Regions from separate parts of the Mus musculus genome. Here all the other regions are linked to region 5. A link is a contact called in public ChIA-PET, HiChIP or PLAC-seq and promoter capture Hi-C data. All regions are on one chromosome and are shown on one strand. Each heading gives the region's core, a stretch centred on a gene start, on an enhancer-like site or on the middle of the called end of the contact. The rest is flanking DNA. Distances are from core to core; before and after follow the strand shown.

Region 1 (2,700 bases), core at 74-2,573, 680 kb after region 5:
GAAGAGGTTCTGTTCTGTAATAGGAACACTGTCAGGTACAAACAAGCTCCCCTACCCACAAGATGTATGGGCAGCATGGTGTCTGGACTGTGCAAGGCTGTGCCAACTCCTCAGGGGCCCACTCCCACCTCCTGTGGCTGCCTACCCATAAAACGCTGCTTCCTTTCAGACTCTGGCAGAGCCACTCTCCTTGCCCTTGCTGCCTGGTGGTAGAGTCTTGCAGCAGAGCCTGTGGGACTCTAAGAACCAGTCTTGTCCTAGGGTCCACAGCATGCTTTTCAGACTGGGCACTCACAGAGCCAGTGCTACCCTGATCTTCTGACCCTGTCCTTCTCCCCACAGGCTCGCTGACCTCAGTGTTCGTCAGGCTTCCTTGTGGTGGTGTTGGGGTAAGCATTTCTTTAATGTGTAAATAATGTCCTGTTTGTTCTCAGGGCCTCAGTGGTCACAGAAATCATTGCCTTGCTCTCTCGAGTGGGTAATGGCTGCCAGGTGTTTTCCATAAACAGTACTATGGGGTGGGCGGGGCCATCTGGGGCTTCAAAGGGACTGAGAGCGTTTTTGGTTTTTTTTGGTTTTTTTGTTTTTTTTGTTTTTTTTGTTTTTTTTTCACGGAACTCAGGCACCTTTCTTTGGGGAAGGTTGTCTAACAATGCATCTTACTAGGCCACAGCTCTTACGCACCTCATGTGTACACTGTGCCTCATGGCGTACGTTCACAGCAGTGCTACATGCTTGTCCATACAGGCCACAGAGGCCTCTTAGGGAATTGTGGACTTTTCTTGCCACGCTCTAGTTTGTACTCCAGATAGTTTTCTGTGCAGTGACCAGAGCATCCATGGGTCAGATGACATTTGTAAGACATTCTCTGGTTTATGGTGGCCTTGCATTTCTATAACCAGGTGATACGAGTAGCTAGTCACTTGGAGAACAGACTCAGACACACAAATGACAAAAAACTAGGCAGCCGTCAAGATATCTACTCCACCTGTGTAGACAGCCTTAGCTTGTGCTGCCAAATTGGCCTCAGGAGGCAGAGGTTCTGCAGTACTCTTGTCCCCTGGGATAAGAGAGTGGGACCAAGCCTCCTGTCTGATCTTCTGACCTTCAGAGTCACAACAGCGCCTGGTGTGTTGGGCCAACACATGGCCAAACTTGTCCTAGCAAAACCTGTGCTGTGTTTGATCACAGATTGTGAGGTGAAGCTGAGGTCTGGATTCTGTTATGGAAATGAAACAAAATTGTTTTCTTCCTGAGTCTTTACAGAAATCGCTGCTTTGAAAATTGCCCCGTCAGAAAGAGAATGATGGCATCTATTCATACTACCACCAAGCTCTCCTGGAGTTATTTTGTTTTGTATTGTAAATAGGCTGCAATCTCTTAATTCAGGGCAAATTTTTGGCCCAACTTGAAAAGATTTGGATTTGCACTGCCCTGCAGCCAGAGGGTCCTGTGCGAGGCAGCATTTATAATTTGCAAATGAAAACTAAATGCAAGCTCAGACCTAGGGGTCAAACCCAGGCAGACTCCTGCACAACTAACCCCAGATCTGAGGTCCAACCGGCATGCCAAATGAATGCAGGCGTACTGAACAGATGTGAGGGGAGCCCATGGGGCCCAGCCTGCAGAAGGGAGGCCCAGAGGCAGCAAGGCAGCCCAGAAGCTCTGACTTAGTGTCTCTTTGGGTCTCTGCTACAGCCATGGACTCAGTTTTCCTCCCAAGATTTCCAGGGCTCGCTCCCCCTCCACCCACTGAGGTGTCAGAAAGAGCAGTGCAGATGCTATGGGAAATCTGAGACCTGTGTGGGATGAGGAGTGGGGACCTAAGGGCAGGCCCCTCTGTACCTGGAAGCAGCTTCCCATTGCCAGTTCTGTCATATGGTAGTTCTTTTAGAATGTAAAAAACCAATCCTTATTCGCTCTGTTAAGTAAAAGTTTGAAATACTTTTGATCTTTTTTTTCCAAACCAAATAAAAACTCTTCTGTTTTGTTCACCTCATTATTGTGAACTTGAGACTAGTAAAGGCCTGTGTCTTTGACTTCCTGCTCCTGCCCTGCCCTGCCTGGAAATGTAGGCTGGCTTCTGCTGGCTTCTACCTCCTCCGACTGCAACTTGAGCCCCTCATTCCCAGGGCTCACCCAGATTTGCCACATGCTCCGTTGTCAGTATTCAGCTTCATTTCCCAGATATTTCTGTCTGTACTTCCTATAAAGCACTTTCCTCTTGCTCCCGTTAGCATCACCACCCTAACGGAAGCAGCTGGTAGACATAACTGGGGACAAAATAGCAGAAAGTCTTGCCATGATAGCAGCCTGGAATCCTGGGGTTTATTCCTTCCTCTCTGCAGAAAGGAGCTTGGTCAGGTTACAGACACTGACCTGTGATGCCCAGAGAGTAGTCTACAGAGAGTCCTGGAAGAACTGGCACATGTCATGTGTAGTCCCTTCCCCATGTCTTAGACATGCTCTTTAATAAAGTCAAGCTCAAGCTGGAGAGATGACTCCATCCTTAAAGGCTAGGCTCACAACCAAAAACATAAGAGTTAAGTTCCCAGAACCCATGGCTGTCTCTCCAGCCACCAAAAAAGTACAAAGAAAAAAATAAAATAAAGCTAGGCTTTTTCTTCACACATGGGAAGGAAATGATCACTGAGCTTATAGCCTCCAGCCTGGCCTGGACACTGCTGGGCTGCCTAGGAC
Region 2 (2,980 bases), core at 394-2,893, 990 kb before region 5:
TCTTCAATATCTATTTGACCCAAGAACAAAGCAATAAACCAATACGAAGTTTAATCTCATGAGTAGGGCTTTTCACATGAAGTCTGATGGTTCATATGGATAACCCCAGCATTTGGGAGGCAGAGGCAGAGGCAGAGGCAGAGGCAGAGGCAGAGGCAGAGGCAGAGGCAGAGGCAGAGGCAGAGGCAGAGGCAGAGGCAGAGGCAGAGGCAGAGGCAGAGGCAGAGGCAGAGGCAGAGGCAGAGGCAGAGGCAGAACTGCTGTGAATTTGAGGCCAAAAAGGGCCACATAGAGAGTTTTAAGCCAGCCTAGGCTACAGAATGAGGTCCTGTCTTAAAAATCAAAAATAAAGGCCTACAGAGATTCCTCAATCATTAAGAATTCTTGTTGCTCTTCCAGAGGACCAGAATTTAGTTCTAGCACCCATGCCATTCAGCATATGACCCTCTGCAACTCCAGATCCAGGCCTTTTCAGATCTCAGTAGGTTCCTGTTCACATTTAACATACACATATATGTACATAAATAAGTCTTAATAGAGTTGGCCTTGCCTAATTTCAGACTTTTCTATAGGAGGGATAGGTAGGCTGAAGGCCATCCTACAGATGATCTTTTTCAGGGGCAATAAAAATATTTGCCCCTATTGTTGATGCCTTGGGGCGGGGGAGGGGAGGAAACCAAGGTGCTTCAGGATCCAGGGCAGGGCTGTTTGCTGGAAGTCTATTTTCTTCTGGGGAAAAACACAGCAAAGAAAACCTAATCAACATGTAGTAAAATTTGGCGGTTAAAGAATCTGATGCAAGGTCTTGCATGCAAGGTTTAAGGTTCCAGGATGGTGCCCAGGAAGAAAATCCACCAGAGAACAGAAACAACAAGCCTTTATGAGTTGGGGAGTAGGGACATTATGGTGGTTTGCACTGAGCCGTCATAGGAATGGACACAGTATGGAGCCAAATCTCCCTCCCGTGGAACACTAGGAGACTGCATAGAAGTGGACATTGCTGACTAGTCACTCATACTGAATTCACAGGATGAAAGGCATCTTCCAACCTTTGGAAATCCCCGCTGGACCACACAACTCTTCCCAGCGCCAGGTCATGTCCTGGGGACCTACGATTAAACCTTTTCAGATAGGGAAACTGAGGCAGGAGAGAAGCACTTGTCCAACAATGGGCGACTTTTCTAAGGGCGCGCGTGGGCGTACTCCTTGTGTGTGTGTGTTGCTAAGCGCAGACAAGAAGGTCACACTGCGGTTAAAGCTGGAGCACCAGGATATGAGGGTAATGTGGGTTCGCACTCCAGGCACACAGTATGGGTCTCAGAAGCTTGGCAAACAGAACTGGGAAAATGAGAGGAGGGCTGAAAAAAAAAGAGAAAAAAAAGCCTAGAAAACGTCAAGGCAACTGCGCACGCGCTGCACCCGTCACCGCGCGGCCTGACAGGAGGGGCAGCCCAGCTCGGGCATATCTCAAGGTTCGGATCCAATCTGTGGCGCATTTGTGCCTCTCCACTGACCGCCCACCGCAAGTTCTCCTGGGACTTGTAGTCTGTCGCCATCAGGGCCCCGGAGCACTTGCGTAACACCTCATCCTACCGCGCAGCCTGCTGGGACTTGTAGTCTCAATTTTGCGTGCCCGGGGTACGGGGCGGGCTGCGGGACTCCTAGTCCCACAGAGCTTCGCGCTCGCCACGACGCCCTGCTCAGAGCCGCTGCCTCCACCTCACGGGCTGGGAGGCCTGGGCGTTCCGGGAGACCGAATTGCGGTGTGAGCCGCCGTGGGGACTGCGAAGCGGGCCCGGAGTCCGAGATGGAGCCGCCCGGAGGTGGGCGCTGCCAGCGGGCCTCGCCTGAATGTTGGGGAGGCCGGGCACGCCCTGAGGGCGGGTCGGGGGCCCTGGGCGCGGGACCGGAGGTCGCGGGTGGAGGGACGCCACGGAACGGGTCCCCCTGGCCACTGTTGACCGAGCGGCCTGCGGTTTCTCGCAGGTGCTTGAGGCGAGCGGGCGGAGCGGCTGCGACGGACTGGTCACGTCAGCGGGGACATGGCTCACCTCCGGGGCTTCGCGCACCAGGTGAGTGTGGGCGTCGGCGTGCCCCGAGTCCGTGGTTCGCTGTGGAGCGGATTTGTCCACTTGAGGCGGGAGAGGGGCGGAGGCCGTCTGCCTCGGGGCGCGTCTTGGGGCCGTTGGAACTCTGGCCTGTGCCGAGCCAGCGCCTGCGGAAGACGTGAGCCCCAGGGAACGTCTGCGGGGCGAGCGCTTCTGCTCGGGAGCTGCTGGGGGCAGGTGCAGGAACCTGCCCTGGGCACAACCTGCTTGACCCAGGCTCGGAGCACCTTCCCAGAAGATGGACTCCACCTTCCTTGGCTAACGGGATGGAACCCCGACACGGGACCGCACAGGAGATGAGGGCTGCGTAGGGTCAGAGGGTTCGGTGGTTTGCTCTCTGGACCCCCTTTCTCGCCTTTATTTTATTTGTGGTGTTGTTATTTCAGAGCAATATGACAGACAGCTAGTGAAGTGGAATGAGCTGCCTTGGCGGCTGATTTTCCTCTGGCTTTAGCTGTGGGATTTGCGTTTTAAGGGCTTGGTTTAGATAGGCTTAGGCTTGACAGTTGCACAGTGAAGGAATCAGTTCCTGAGGACAGTGCAGCCGCTCACCCCACCCCACCCTGACCCCCCTTCTCCCTGCATCCTTGAGAACTGGTTGTGTAGACAGGAAGCATGTCCGTCCGCTGCTTGTGGGCAGGAATTGGAGGCAGGGCTCCTTGGAGGAAACCAAACCAGCCTGGAAGACTACTCACAGCTGTTGGGGAGGGCTTTTGGCCCAGCTGTCACAGATGGGATCCCGAGCTTGCTAACTGATGCTGAATTAAGCTAACACATTTTTAATACATTTTGACATTTCGCCTCTAATTATATAACATACTAAGAGAGAGAGAAAAAAAATCTGCCTCTAGTTTATTTTTAAGAGACTTAAG
Region 3 (2,700 bases), core at 150-2,649, 660 kb after region 5:
TGAACTTGTGCCTGAGGGCTGCTCATGTGTTAGCTATTCATGGTAGTGTCCCTGGGGAACCCCAGCAGTGTCCCAAAAGCCTGAAGTGCTGGTAGTTAACACACCTCTTATTACAAACTGCACATGCTCACACTCCTGCAGAGTATGCAATGTCTGACCACTGGCCCAGGCTCACTGAGGAACCCCAACACTCCCAGGAAGCTCCTGCACTAATTTTATACCAAGCTGTAACCTAATCCTAACCCTAGCTCTGCCACCAATAGTAACCCTAAGCCTAACCTCTGCTCCAACCCCAAGAAGAACACTAACTCTAGTGACAAACCTACCCTAAATGTACCTCTAACACTGACCTTAGAAGTAACACCAGTAATGACAGAATAATAACCTCTAATAAACAGAAATAACGGCTAGCATGATTATCAGGGCAGTCCCTGACCTCTGTGTGTTGATATGTACAAGTCCCTGTGTTCTTTTAGCTATGACTTGCAGCAAGGTGGAAGCCACATACTCTGCTGCCATCAGACTGCTTAAATGACCCTGTGGCTGACTTCATGTGCTTGGGAGCCATTTTCTTAGGGCTGTTTCTTCCCACTGCATTCAGAGTGGAGCCTCACAGTCAAGAGCAACACAGCTTTTAAGGCTTCCAAACACAGACTGCGAAATCAATCTGCAAAAAAGGACAGCAGTTTATAATCCCATGACCACTTGGTTCAGCTTTTCTGAGCTTTTACAAAATCTGTCAGTTTGATGACTTGGTAAATATGTTTTTCAGTCACTGATAAAAGTTGAGCATTTTTTCATTTCCCTTAAAATGGGTGCTTTTGTCATTGTCTTTATTGAGTTCTGCTCTCATGTTAATTGGTCTATGATTGACAAGTTCTTTATATTCCAGTCTTTGTTTTTCCTGCGCATTGCAGATTCCTGTCATCATCTACCTTTATAAGAACAGGGTTTTTCCTCCTCACCATTAACTTTCTCCTTGCTTTCTGCTTTTGATGTCATTCTTGAAAAACTTCTAACTACAAAAATATTTTAAGATGTGTTGTTCTAAATATCCTACCCATAGCTTTATGGTAAGTAGGCAGATTGAATAAAAACAAACAAGGTAGCAGGAGCCCATTAAGAGGGGAAAACTCAGGAATGGGAGCCCTGATTCAGTTCCGGTGGCATGCTGTGGTCTTCCCTGCACTGGAGGCCACAGTCTGCACAGTTTGTTTTGCACCAGGCAACCACACATCAGCACCTCATGCTGTAAGTGCCCTTGCAGCCCTGGGTATGCTGCTTGTATTGGAATGTCTGTAGTAGACTCTGACGGTCACAATGTCTTCTGTCTACAGACGAGCTTGGCACACAGACTTGTGACTCGAGAAGGCTCAGTCGCCCCACTTCCTCTCTACACGTCACCATCCTTACCCAACATCACCTTGGGACTTCCTGCCACTGGCCCTGCCGCTGTAAGTTGGCCTCTGTGGGTCTGTGTGGCATGGGGTGGTTGTCTACTCCAGTTCCCACAGCCTGAGTTTACTGGTTCTGCCTTTCAGGGTGCGGCAGGTCAGCAGGATGCTGAGAGGCTTGCTCTCCCAGCTCTCCAGCAGCGGATCTTGTTCCCTGGGACCCACCTCACCCCGTACCTGAGCACCTCGCCCCTGGAGAGGGACGGTGCAGCAGCTCACAACCCCCTCCTGCAGCACATGGTCCTGCTGGAGCAGCCACCCACCCAGACACCCCTTGTCACAGGTAAGAACCACAAGGAGATCTCTGTGGCGTTAGCAGTTTCCTTGGCCTCCTGTAGCTTTTAAAGAAGGCTGGAAAGAACAACTGAGCCCATACAACAGTAGAAACTCTATGGTTCTCTGTAATGTGATAGCTACCTTAACTGTGGCAAAAAACTGTGTCCTGCTTAGAAAAATGACCAAGGAGTACCAGTCAGTGCCAGTGGCCCTCTGTTTAGCCTCCTGCTCTCCCACTGATTGGTTTCCCTACAGCTCGAGGAAGCAAGTGCATGAAGTGCAGAAGTGACCGTTGATTTCTCAGCTTGAGGATGATTGCATTTAGAAAAATACAAGTTTGAGACAAAGTAAACTCGTGACATTTACCCAGTTACCACACTTTGGAGGGACTGTTTCAGAAATGATGGCATGTGGAATGTTTCTCATGAGACACACAACCCTCCCTATTGGTGACTTGGCCCAGTTCTCTACATCATCCTTAGGTCAGTGGGTGACTTCTTCACACCTGTTGCTTCACTCAGAATCACAGCCAGAGCAATCCTAGAACTGGCGTTGTCCATGTTCCAGTGTTCCCCTGGGCCAGCCTCTGGTTGGTGTGTTAGAGTTCCCACCTACTGGGGTGAGTTGGTCTGTAGGGCTTGGTATTGGTTTCCTGTCTTGTGCTTTTTGTCCCTAGTATGCCCTTGGCTCTCCCAAGTCAGTGATCTGGACAGGAACAGCACTTGGTCTGCTGGGACACCCTCCTCCAGCTCTGAGAGCAGTGTCTCAGTGACCATGGACCGCTCCCTACACTCAGGCCCCTTCCTGTCTGTTCTCTTGGAAGCCAGGGACCATGGGCTTCATCTTCCCATCTATGAGTGAGATGCTAGCACAGAGTGACAAAGTGAAAAGACTCAGTTCCCGTAGGCAGCGTCTGACACCCAGCAGCCCAGTCGGTGCTGATCTCCAGGTTGAGGTTTTTCCTTTGGGG
Region 4 (2,901 bases), core at 275-2,774, 740 kb after region 5:
CAAGTCTGCACTTTGCACATACATGCATACATACATACATACATGCACACATACATACGTGTGTGTGTGTGTGTGTGTGTGTGTGTGTGTGCTGTGCTTTAGACACCCCGAGGAGCCTCCAGGTTCTAGACCTGAGCTCACTCTGCTCTTTAGAGTAACAACCTCTCCAGGTGGGAAACTGCAAGCCAAGAGGAAATCTCCGAGTTGACATTAATGCGTCGTCCCCAGTGGGGACAGTTTCACCAGTGTGGTGCTGCTTCTCTGGCCTCGTGAGTGACTTTTGTCTGCCTGGTTAGTGCTCTCATGCTGCAAAGCTGTCTCTCTTACTGGGAAAGAGGGTGTGCCAACCGAGGAAGTGCATTCTTCAGATCGGGCTGTACCTGAGACCGTGGAGCATTTTCTCAGTCATTGGTGGAAGTCCACCCTGGACAAGTGGTCTTGGATGACATAAGAAAGTAGATTGAGTAAGTCAGGGCAAGCAAGAAAGTACCCACCTCTCCTCCAGGGCCTCTGCTTCAGTTTCTGCCCCCAGGCTCCTGCCTTGAGTTCTTGTCTGGATTTTGCTTCCTGATGGACTATAGACGCTTTCCTCGATGAGTTGCTTTGGTCATGGTGTTTATCACATGTCAGTTGCAGCTCCTGCTTGAGTGTCCTGAGGCTGATCTAAGAAAACAGGAGCTTGGTGGCTAAAAGCTGTGACTTACTCTTCCAGCTGTGGAGGCCAAGTGTCCCAGGTTGTGGTGGCTGAGTTAGTTCTTTCAGAGGTTGAGAGAAAACCCATGCCAGGCCTCTCTCCATTCTTGGGTGGCTGGGGGCCCTGGCATTGCGTGGTTTGTAGAGAAGACATACAAGTGCATCCCCAAGTGGCCTTTCCCACTCACCTCCTAAGGACACTGTCATGGGATTTTTGGAGTCCACCCTAGCCAGACTGTCCAGCTTAAGATTCAGTCTGCTAAGCCCCTGTCACCCACTAGGGTCACACACAGCTTTCAGAGGTGACACCATCAAAGCCATAAGTCTGTTTATGTCACAGGCACAGGCAGACACAGCCAGCTATGAAACTAGAGTCCCTTGCTCAGGAGGGGCTGTGGAGGTAGCAGGGAGCATACACAGGACAGAGAGCCAGTCACCACATCCTCTCCAGGGGACAGAGCACAGCCTTCTGCCGAGCCAAGGCCACTGTAGCCCGTGGTGTTCCTACAAGGTTCAGTAATTAAAGCTTGCCTCTTTTAAGAGACAGTCATGAGAAACACTCCTGACTTACATGTTGTAAACACATAAACATACCATTCCCCAGCCCACTAAACACAGTTAAACATCAGGGAGGATTTTGTCAGTAACCCAGTGTGGCCTTGCTCCATGTGGGCCTGAGACACAGCCTTCGGGATGGACCTGGGCACCCTGTGGCCTGCACCAAATGTCTCCACCTTCCTGGACTCTGGACCCGCAGCCTGTGTGACTATCAGATTGTCAGTGAAGATGTGTTCTCTAAGGGTGGCTCACTGGCTCCTGCCCCTCATCCTGATGTCAAACTGGACGGTCTGGATGTTAAACCTTTGTTGTCCTGTGTGTTTCTCTCTTGTCCAATTCCAGGCAGTTCACCAGGCATTTTGTAAGTTTTTGGCCTCCGGGAGGTTTTTGTTTATTTGTTTCCAGGCACAAGGCCAGAACAGCTTGAAGCCAAAAGCCCGTTCTGTCTTTAGTAAAACTCTAGCCCTGTTTCATAAACAGTGGGTGGGGAAGGGGAGGGCTGGGTGTCCTGCCCACCTGAGATCTGTCCACACTGTGCCCTGAACCAGGGTCTCATCTCTTGTGAGGGGGCTTTAAAGCACTGGGCCAAGCTTGAGAGTAGTTGCCAATGGAGTACTACACGAGAATGCAGAGTCCTCTGGGACGGTCTAGGACCTTTGCTGCCAATGTGTGTGTGTTTTTGCTGCCAACTGCACAGGTGGTACTCAGTGTTGGATCCCAGACGGCTTAAGAAAAACAAAAAGATGGGGGTCTTCTGGCTTGAAAGTGTACACTATCAGATCTCATCTCTACTGGCATTTACAGCAGGAAGAGGCTCATATAGTTTAGAGTCCTAGCCACCCCCAAAACAAGGTGAGGACCTCAGGACACAATAAAGGGGACTAAGCTGAGAGTTTCCCAGGGTCAGGTGTGTAGATCCAAGGTGCCCAAAGGGAAGTAGACTAAAAGCACAGATAAGAGCTTCCAACCCCACCTCTGTGGTGCAGACCCAGGAGGTGGAAGGAGCCTGCAGCCTGCCTGGTGGGAATGCCACTCACTCAGGGCTGACTGTCATCCACCTCACACTCCCAGGGGTGCAGCCCCGAGGAGAGGAGTCCCTGCAAGCCAGATGAGAACCTGTGTGTGGGAGGGGCTCTGGATGGGAAAAGAGGGGGATGGGAGCAAGAACTGTCTACCAGTGGCCCAAAGTGACCTTTTCAGCATCTGGAAGAGAAGAGAAGAGAAGAGAAGAGAAGAGAGAGAGAGAGAGAGAGAGAGAGAGCCTAAAAGGAGCAACTGGGTGACCAGAAAAGGACAGAAATGCAAAGGTGTGACTGACACAGAACATGGCCAATCAGAAACCATGGATGTCATACAGGTGCTCACTGGAAAAGAAAAATCAGTGGTGGCAAAACATTAGATCTGTGATTCTCAACGCATGGGTCATGACCCTTTTGGGGGTCAAATGACCCTTTCATGGGGGTCTCATATCAGAAATCCTACACATCAGACAGTTGCATTACAATTCATAACAGTAGCAAAATTACAGTTATGAAATAGCAACAGAAGTTATTGTATGGCTGGGGTCCACCATACATAAAGAACTGAATATTAAAGGGGCAAAACATTAGAAGGACTGAGAACCACCACTCTAGACCAAACAGGGAGAGA
Region 5 (2,700 bases), core at 28-2,527:
CCAACCAAGCCCCTGACACCTCAAAGTTGTTAAAGGAAAACCCAACCAAACCAAAAACCCAATCCTACCCAACCCACCCACCCACCCAACCAACCAACAGTTCTCCAACTCTTTGAACGCAGAGGAAGGGAAAACATCCAAAACCATCAGGAGAGGCACAGGAGCAAAAGCCTTGAACTGCTGGAGAGACTCAGCGCAACCACAGTAGCAAGAGGGACTGACAGTCAAGGGGCAGGGTGGGGGTAGATGGGAAATAACTCAGGGGTAACACAGACGCTTTGCTGAAGTCAGGACCAGAGGACATCGTCTGGGGATAGTGGAGGGTGAAGAGCCCTATCAGACATGGAGAGCAGGCAGGTATCAGCTGGATTTCAGGCTTCTTGCTACAGGGATACTTGTTAAACCTGGATTTTATCAGGAGGTGCTCAGAGGATCCTAGGGGGACATCCAGGAGACTCACTAGAGTATTCTAGTCTGTCAGAGCATCTCAGGCCCTCTCTGACAATGATCCACACCTCTCTGTCCCTTCCCCATCTTTTTTCTTTCATTCATTCTTTAAAAACCATGGTATAATATAGCACCCTAACATGTATCCCCCTGGCCACCTCTCAGGGGACAGTCCAGTCATTTAATGGACACCTTCCCCCCCAACCCCACCGCACACCTCTAGAACTTTTGATTTGCAGATCTAAAACTGTGTCCACTGAGCAACCACCATCTCCAACACTGCTGCATTTATGAGTCTGACTGCTCTAGGGATCACTTATGAGTGGTACACAGCGTTTGTTTACGTTTCACTTAACAACATCCTTAAGGGTCCTCCATGCCCATAGCTTAGGAATCCCTTCTTAGTTTTAGGATTCCACACTATCTCACCGTGTAGATAAAGCCCATCTTGTCTGCGTGCACTGGGTTGCTTCCTCCTTTTGGCCGAGGTGACCCTGTGAGTGATCACTGAGCGTGGACTACTTTTGGATTTCTGTTACCCCCAACAGCACCCGGGGATCCAATACCCCCATCTTCTAGCCAATCCATTACTGCCTGCGAATCCTAAACAGTAGCCATTCGGATGGTTTTGAACTGCAGCTCTGCTGGGAAATGGAGAGTCTCCTTTCTCCGCTGACAACTCGTGCTGTGCGGTGTTGCTGGTCCTTAGACCGTCATCTAATCCGCTGCCCTCTTTAGCTCCCAGAGAGCTGCCCTGCAGCCAGGCCAGCGAGTGCCACCGAGGCGCGGTCCTCCGAGGTCTAGACGTGCTCGGAAGAACGCCGGAAGTAGAAGGGGCTGGCCGGAAGTGAGCGCAACGCCGCCTTGTCGAGATGAAACCCGCAGTGGATGAGATGTTCCCCGAGGGCGCGGGGCCCTATGTGGACCTGGATGAGGTGGGGTGGTGGCGGCGCGGAGCGATGCGTGGGGGTGGGAGCACGCCTGCAAACCTGCGCGGGAGCCCAGGCCTTTGGGGATTCAGAGGCTGGGGAAGCGGGAGCTGCCGGGGACAGTCGCAGGGCCCGCGACTGTTAACGTGAACTGCAGCGAGGAAGTAGGGTTTGCTCGCTGTCAGTTGATTGTGGCTCCTGATAAATCTTCCAGAGAGGGAAGGCCCGAGCGAGGCTTACGCACTGACAGGCCTCAAGACCCCAAGCTCTGAGAGAAGGGTAAGGGATGGTGTGTGGTAACTGCGTGCTTGGTGCTGGGACTCGGTTATTTCGTGTAGACACATACAGAGTTTTCGAGCGATCCTGTGCTTTTGATTTCCACCATGGTCACAGATCTCTCCCTGATATGGGTGGTTATGATCAGGAGTGTCAGCCAGCTCTTGTATGTCTGCTTCCTGTTCCTCCTCAAAGCTCAGCGAGTAGGGCGATGCGGGAACGTATCCCCGGACCTGAGAGATGTCAGTTGTGGCCCGAAGAGGCCGGTTGCATATCCTAAGCAAGGGTAGGGTGGGGTGAGGGTGCCCTACAGACGTATCCGTGGGGTTTTAGTCGGCTCAGTTGAGGCTTAAGAGAGGAGCTTGCCCTGATCCAAATATTGAAGGATGTGCCCTGTTGACCTTGGGATATAGATGACGAGAGCCATAGTAGCGGAGCAGAGCGATGCTCCCTTGTCCACTAAAGGAAGGGGATGCCTTGTTGTTTGTCTTATGGTTTCTATTGCTGTGACAAACACCATAACCAAAAAAGCAAGTTGGGGAGGAAAGGATTTATTTGACCTACATTTCCAGGTCATCACTGGAGGAAGGCAGGACAGGAACCTGGAGGCAGGAGCTGATGCAGAGACCATGGAGGGGTGCTGCTTGCTGGCGGGCTTGTTCACTGAGGCTTGCTCAGCCTGTTTTATTATAGAACCCAGGACCACTAGCCCAGGGATGGCACCACCTACTATGGGCTGGGCTCTCCCTAATTGAGAAAACGTCTTACAGCTGGATCTTGTGGAGACATTTCCTCAACTGAGCTCCTTCCTCTCTGATGACACTCTAGCTTGTGTCAGGCTGACACACAAAACCAGCCAGGGCATAATTGAACACCGAGGGGCATGAACAAGCAGGTCCGCATAAGGACGTCTGCAGAATGAAGTGGGCTCTGTGATTCCCCTGATGAGGCAATTGCTCTCAGCCTTAGCCCCTCAGTCCTGCAGCAGGTGATCTGAGGGCATCTCAGTGAGGAAGCCTGACTTCCTGTGGGGGTTGTGCCTTTGGAG
Region 6 (2,700 bases), core at 62-2,561, 600 kb after region 5:
AATATATCCAGCAGACCAGCCTACAGGTAGGGCATGGTATGGACCAAGGAAAGGAGTTGCATGTGCAGATTTCTGACTTCCAGCTTAGAGCAGTGCCTCTCATAGGACTGGATACAATTGCGTACCGTCCTGTCTAGAAGAAAAAACATGGGGTTAATCAGTGCCTAGAAACTTATGTTGCCTCCTCCAGAACCATGCATGGAAAACTCAACTCAGAGAATACATATAGCATAGGCTGTGTATGGCATGCATCTCTCCTGCCCAGTGCCAATCAGACAGCTTTCCCATAGATGCACCCACAATACCTTTCTTTACAGTTTGGTTACTGAAGAGTAAATACCACAGTGCATCTTCTGTTTATACCATCGCTAGCTTCTTTCTCAAGCATGATTTCTATCCTGATGAATTGCTAGCAAAGTTCTTGGGCATTTCCTACGAGCATTGCAGTGAGGCAGAGAAAATAAAACTTTCCTGCCTTTGAGGCTCAGGCCATGCCTCTGTGTTGTGCATGCATTCTTAGATGCAAAACGTTCTTAGATGTTTGCTCTATAACGTGCTTTTGACTTTTCCACTGTAAGTCCTTCATACAATTGCACCTGCATGCTCACGTGCACATTAAGTAATTGTAATCACATTTCAGACATCTTTGGGAAGGGATGTTGCAGATAAATCAGAATTCTGAGTAGAGTTAGACAGGCTCTTCAGTACTTGTGAGTGATGGTCTGAATAAGTTTGGTGCTCTCAAGTGACAAGGCAAGATGGAGGTTGAAACACATGTGTGCTATTTCATTCCCTTTAGAAATGTACAAGAATGACAGTAACACACTATGCCAAAAGTCCATCCCATAATAGCACTCATCCCAATAGTTAAAGTCTGATTGCTAAACATTGACCTACATGAGGGTCAAGACAATTCTAAGAGCCAAAACAGGTCAGTATGTCCCATCAGAATAGAGCTATTCTGAAACCTTTGGATTTCAGAACTTGGGCCAGCCCCAAGTCTCCCTGTGACTGAGGACAGGGCTATTTAAGTATCTGTGAGATCTGTAGCTAAGAGAGACTCACGTCATTAGGATATTGTAAAACACACCACCCACACTGGAAGACTGATCATTAATTTTAAAACTTGGCAAAAAAAAAAAAAAAAAAGGCAAGCACCTGTCCTCCCTTTCTTACAAAGCCCTCTAGTCAGAGTAACAAGGCAGAGAGCTTTTACAGAAAAACCCAGTGAACACTCAAAAAGAAGCAACTGTGGAACCAGAAGGGTTGTTGCTACTAGCAACAGCCATGGTTAGCTGCTAACACCTACCTGGGATGCCCCCACCAGCCTCCTAGCTTCTCAGGCTCTTGCTGGAAAATCATAGCCAGATCTGCCAGGCCCTAAGAACATATCCCAGTTGGCAGAAAGCCAACTGTCATATAATAATATGTTATTATGGCAAGGAGTTCATTGATCCAGGCAAGCGTCATGAGTAGAGCTGCAGGGCAGGTAGCCAGTTTCTGTAGCTGGCATGTGTTCATGAGAGGAGCAGGGGTGGGGTGGGAAGCTCCTTCACATGTGCTGGCACATTACAGTGTCTCTGAGAGATACAGTTTGCTGGCAGTGCCTGCCCTTACTGGGTCCTGATTCAAACAATATAAAATCCATTTTTAAGACTAAAAAGTGGGGTGACTTTCTAGTCACTTAATAGCGTGGAATTCTTACTAACTTACTTGGATATGCTGACAGTATCTTACTGTTCTATAAGAATCTTCCAGAGACATTTGTCCGGTATGTATGGATAAAATGGTGTGAAGGAAGAGGTATATATAGGTGTACACTCAAAAGAACCAGGACCAGGTGAAGAGTCCATTGCACAGTTCTTTCTGTTTTATGTACTTTGAAAAACCAGTTATTCTGTGTACATGAGCGTGCATGTGTGCATGAGTGAGTGCCTCTGTGTGTGTGTGTGTGTGTGTGTGTGTGTGTGCGCGCGCGCTTGTGTGCTTGTATGCATGTGTGCTAGCCTATATGCCTCTGGGTGCAAGTCAGTTTACTCTTTCCACCAGGAGGGCTCTGGGGCTAGAACTTGGGTCTTTACATCTCCTAAGCCATCTCACTGGTCTTGCTTTGTGTACTTTTGAAATTGTCCCCAAACACGTAAAAATGAACATCTAGCAAAGGGTGGTAAGCCAGCAAGAGTGAGAGGGGCATGCAGGCCACATCTTGGAAGGTGGAAAGTGGGTTTGGAAACCTCTGCTTACCTGGCAGACCCAACAAAGCCAGAGCCCTCTCCAGAACACTGAGTGACTAGGTGACACCACGGAGTGTCTTCCCCTCAAGAAAAGAAATGGAAGCAAGCAGTCTGCTGGTGTGGAGGCAGAAGAACCCCCCCCCCCGCAGTGCTGCATGACTGTCTCCCTTCTAAAGGTGTCCACTAAAGGTTTGTTTGCTACAGACTGCCAGGTGCCTCCAAGGCTCAGCCTTCATTCTGCAGGGCTCAAGTAGCTACAGACCTCTCTAAGAGAGAGAAGGAGGCCTGGAAGCGGAGGCCTTAGGCACCAAGCTGGCAACTCCCTAACTGATGCCTTTAGTGTGAGATTCCATTCAGTTCTGTTCCACCTGGGACAGGTAGCCCCAGGCCAGGCTGGGAGCAGGGACTGCAAGAAAAGAACACTACTCTTGAAATATCTGAGCTGCTCCTCAGCCCAAAGGCCAGG

The links. Promoter capture Hi-C pulls out the DNA fragments that hold promoters and counts their contacts. ChIA-PET counts read pairs in DNA pulled down with a chosen protein or histone mark. HiChIP or PLAC-seq counts read pairs in DNA pulled down with a chosen protein or histone mark.
Region 1: an H3K27ac HiChIP or PLAC-seq map of embryonic stem cells shows a contact between it and region 5, with 4 times the contacts expected there. The contact joins the enhancer-like site here to the promoter of Cops9 in region 5. A contact is called at or near these places in 13 of 39 promoter capture datasets (the 3T3-L1 cell line, the C10 cell line, the HPC-7 cell line and 6 more), 1 of 15 datasets of contacts at CTCF or cohesin (large pre-B cells), 13 of 115 datasets of contacts at active chromatin or transcription factors (the 230-238 cell line, T-cell acute lymphoblastic leukemia, bone marrow-derived macrophages and 9 more) and 4 of 9 other capture datasets (adipose tissue, embryonic stem cells, embryonic tail and 1 more).
Region 2: a promoter capture Hi-C map of pre-B cells shows a contact between it and region 5. The contact joins the promoter of Stk25 here to the promoter of Cops9 in region 5. A contact is called at or near these places in 2 of 39 promoter capture datasets (cranial neural crest and pre-B cells), 1 of 484 Hi-C or Micro-C datasets (CD8 T cells) and 1 of 115 datasets of contacts at active chromatin or transcription factors (thymic regulatory T cells).
Region 3: a contact with region 5 is called in an RNA polymerase II ChIA-PET map of memory CD8 T cells, with 6 read pairs. The contact joins the enhancer-like site here to the promoter of Cops9 in region 5. A contact is called at or near these places in 2 of 39 promoter capture datasets (both in embryonic stem cells), 6 of 115 datasets of contacts at active chromatin or transcription factors (the 230-238 cell line, astrocytes, bone marrow-derived macrophages and 3 more) and 2 of 9 other capture datasets (liver and macrophages).
Region 4: a contact with region 5 is called in a promoter capture Hi-C map of liver, with 2.9 times the contacts expected there. The contact joins the enhancer-like site here to the promoter of Cops9 in region 5. A contact is called at or near these places in 14 of 39 promoter capture datasets (3T3-L1-derived adipocytes, the C10 cell line, HPC-7-derived erythroid cells and 8 more), 1 of 15 datasets of contacts at CTCF or cohesin (large pre-B cells), 1 of 484 Hi-C or Micro-C datasets (olfactory sensory neurons) and 11 of 115 datasets of contacts at active chromatin or transcription factors (the 230-238 cell line, T-cell acute lymphoblastic leukemia, astrocytes and 4 more).
Region 6: a contact with region 5 is called in a promoter capture Hi-C map of hippocampal neurons, with 2.9 times the contacts expected there. The contact joins the enhancer-like site here to the promoter of Cops9 in region 5. A contact is called at or near these places in 1 of 39 promoter capture datasets (hippocampal neurons), 5 of 115 datasets of contacts at active chromatin or transcription factors (double positive thymocytes, effector CD8 T cells, embryonic stem cells and 2 more) and 1 of 9 other capture datasets (adipose tissue).

What each region holds. Positions count from the first base shown.
Region 1 is chr1:91,962,469-91,965,168 of GRCm38.p6, reverse strand. It overlaps Hdac4 (histone deacetylase 4), which reads left to right. Exons shown (of 27, transcript NM_207225.2): 17 at 343-389. Among named protein-coding and RNA genes, the nearest start is that of Gm46242, 84 kb to the right of the region's middle. RefSeq lists an enhancer at 1-2,241. Within about 2 kb of position 1,323, at least 23 of the 459 cell types and tissues checked have an H3K27ac peak or open chromatin away from gene starts, as enhancers often do. A contact at or near this core is called in embryonic stem cells, where this site is marked.
Region 2 is chr1:93,634,390-93,637,369 of GRCm38.p6, reverse strand. It overlaps Stk25 (serine/threonine kinase 25 (yeast)), which reads left to right and starts at 1,643. Exons shown (of 12, transcript NM_021537.3): 1 at 1,643-1,823; 2 at 1,987-2,072. The coding sequence starts at 2,043.
Region 3 is chr1:91,983,415-91,986,114 of GRCm38.p6, reverse strand. It overlaps Hdac4 (histone deacetylase 4), which reads left to right. Exons shown (of 27, transcript NM_207225.2): 10 at 1,338-1,454; 11 at 1,542-1,737. Among named protein-coding and RNA genes, the nearest start is that of Gm46242, 110 kb to the right of the region's middle. Within about 2 kb of position 1,399, at least 54 of the 459 cell types and tissues checked have an H3K27ac peak or open chromatin away from gene starts, as enhancers often do. A contact at or near this core is called in double positive thymocytes and memory CD8 T cells, where this site is marked.
Region 4 is chr1:91,902,429-91,905,329 of GRCm38.p6, reverse strand. No RefSeq gene overlaps it. Among named protein-coding and RNA genes, the nearest start is that of Gm46242, 24 kb to the right of the region's middle. Within about 2 kb of position 1,524, at least 23 of the 459 cell types and tissues checked have an H3K27ac peak or open chromatin away from gene starts, as enhancers often do. A contact at or near this core is called in astrocytes and liver, where this site is marked.
Region 5 is chr1:92,640,562-92,643,261 of GRCm38.p6, reverse strand. Cops9 (COP9 signalosome subunit 9) reads left to right here and starts at 1,277. Exons shown (of 3, transcript NM_001163425.1): 1 at 1,277-1,382. The coding sequence starts at 1,320.
Region 6 is chr1:92,037,647-92,040,346 of GRCm38.p6, reverse strand. All of the region lies in intron 3 of Hdac4 (histone deacetylase 4), which reads left to right. Among named protein-coding and RNA genes, the nearest start is that of Hdac4, 140 kb to the left of the region's middle. Within about 2 kb of position 1,311, at least 7 of the 459 cell types and tissues checked have an H3K27ac peak or open chromatin away from gene starts, as enhancers often do. A contact at or near this core is called in hippocampal neurons, where this site is marked.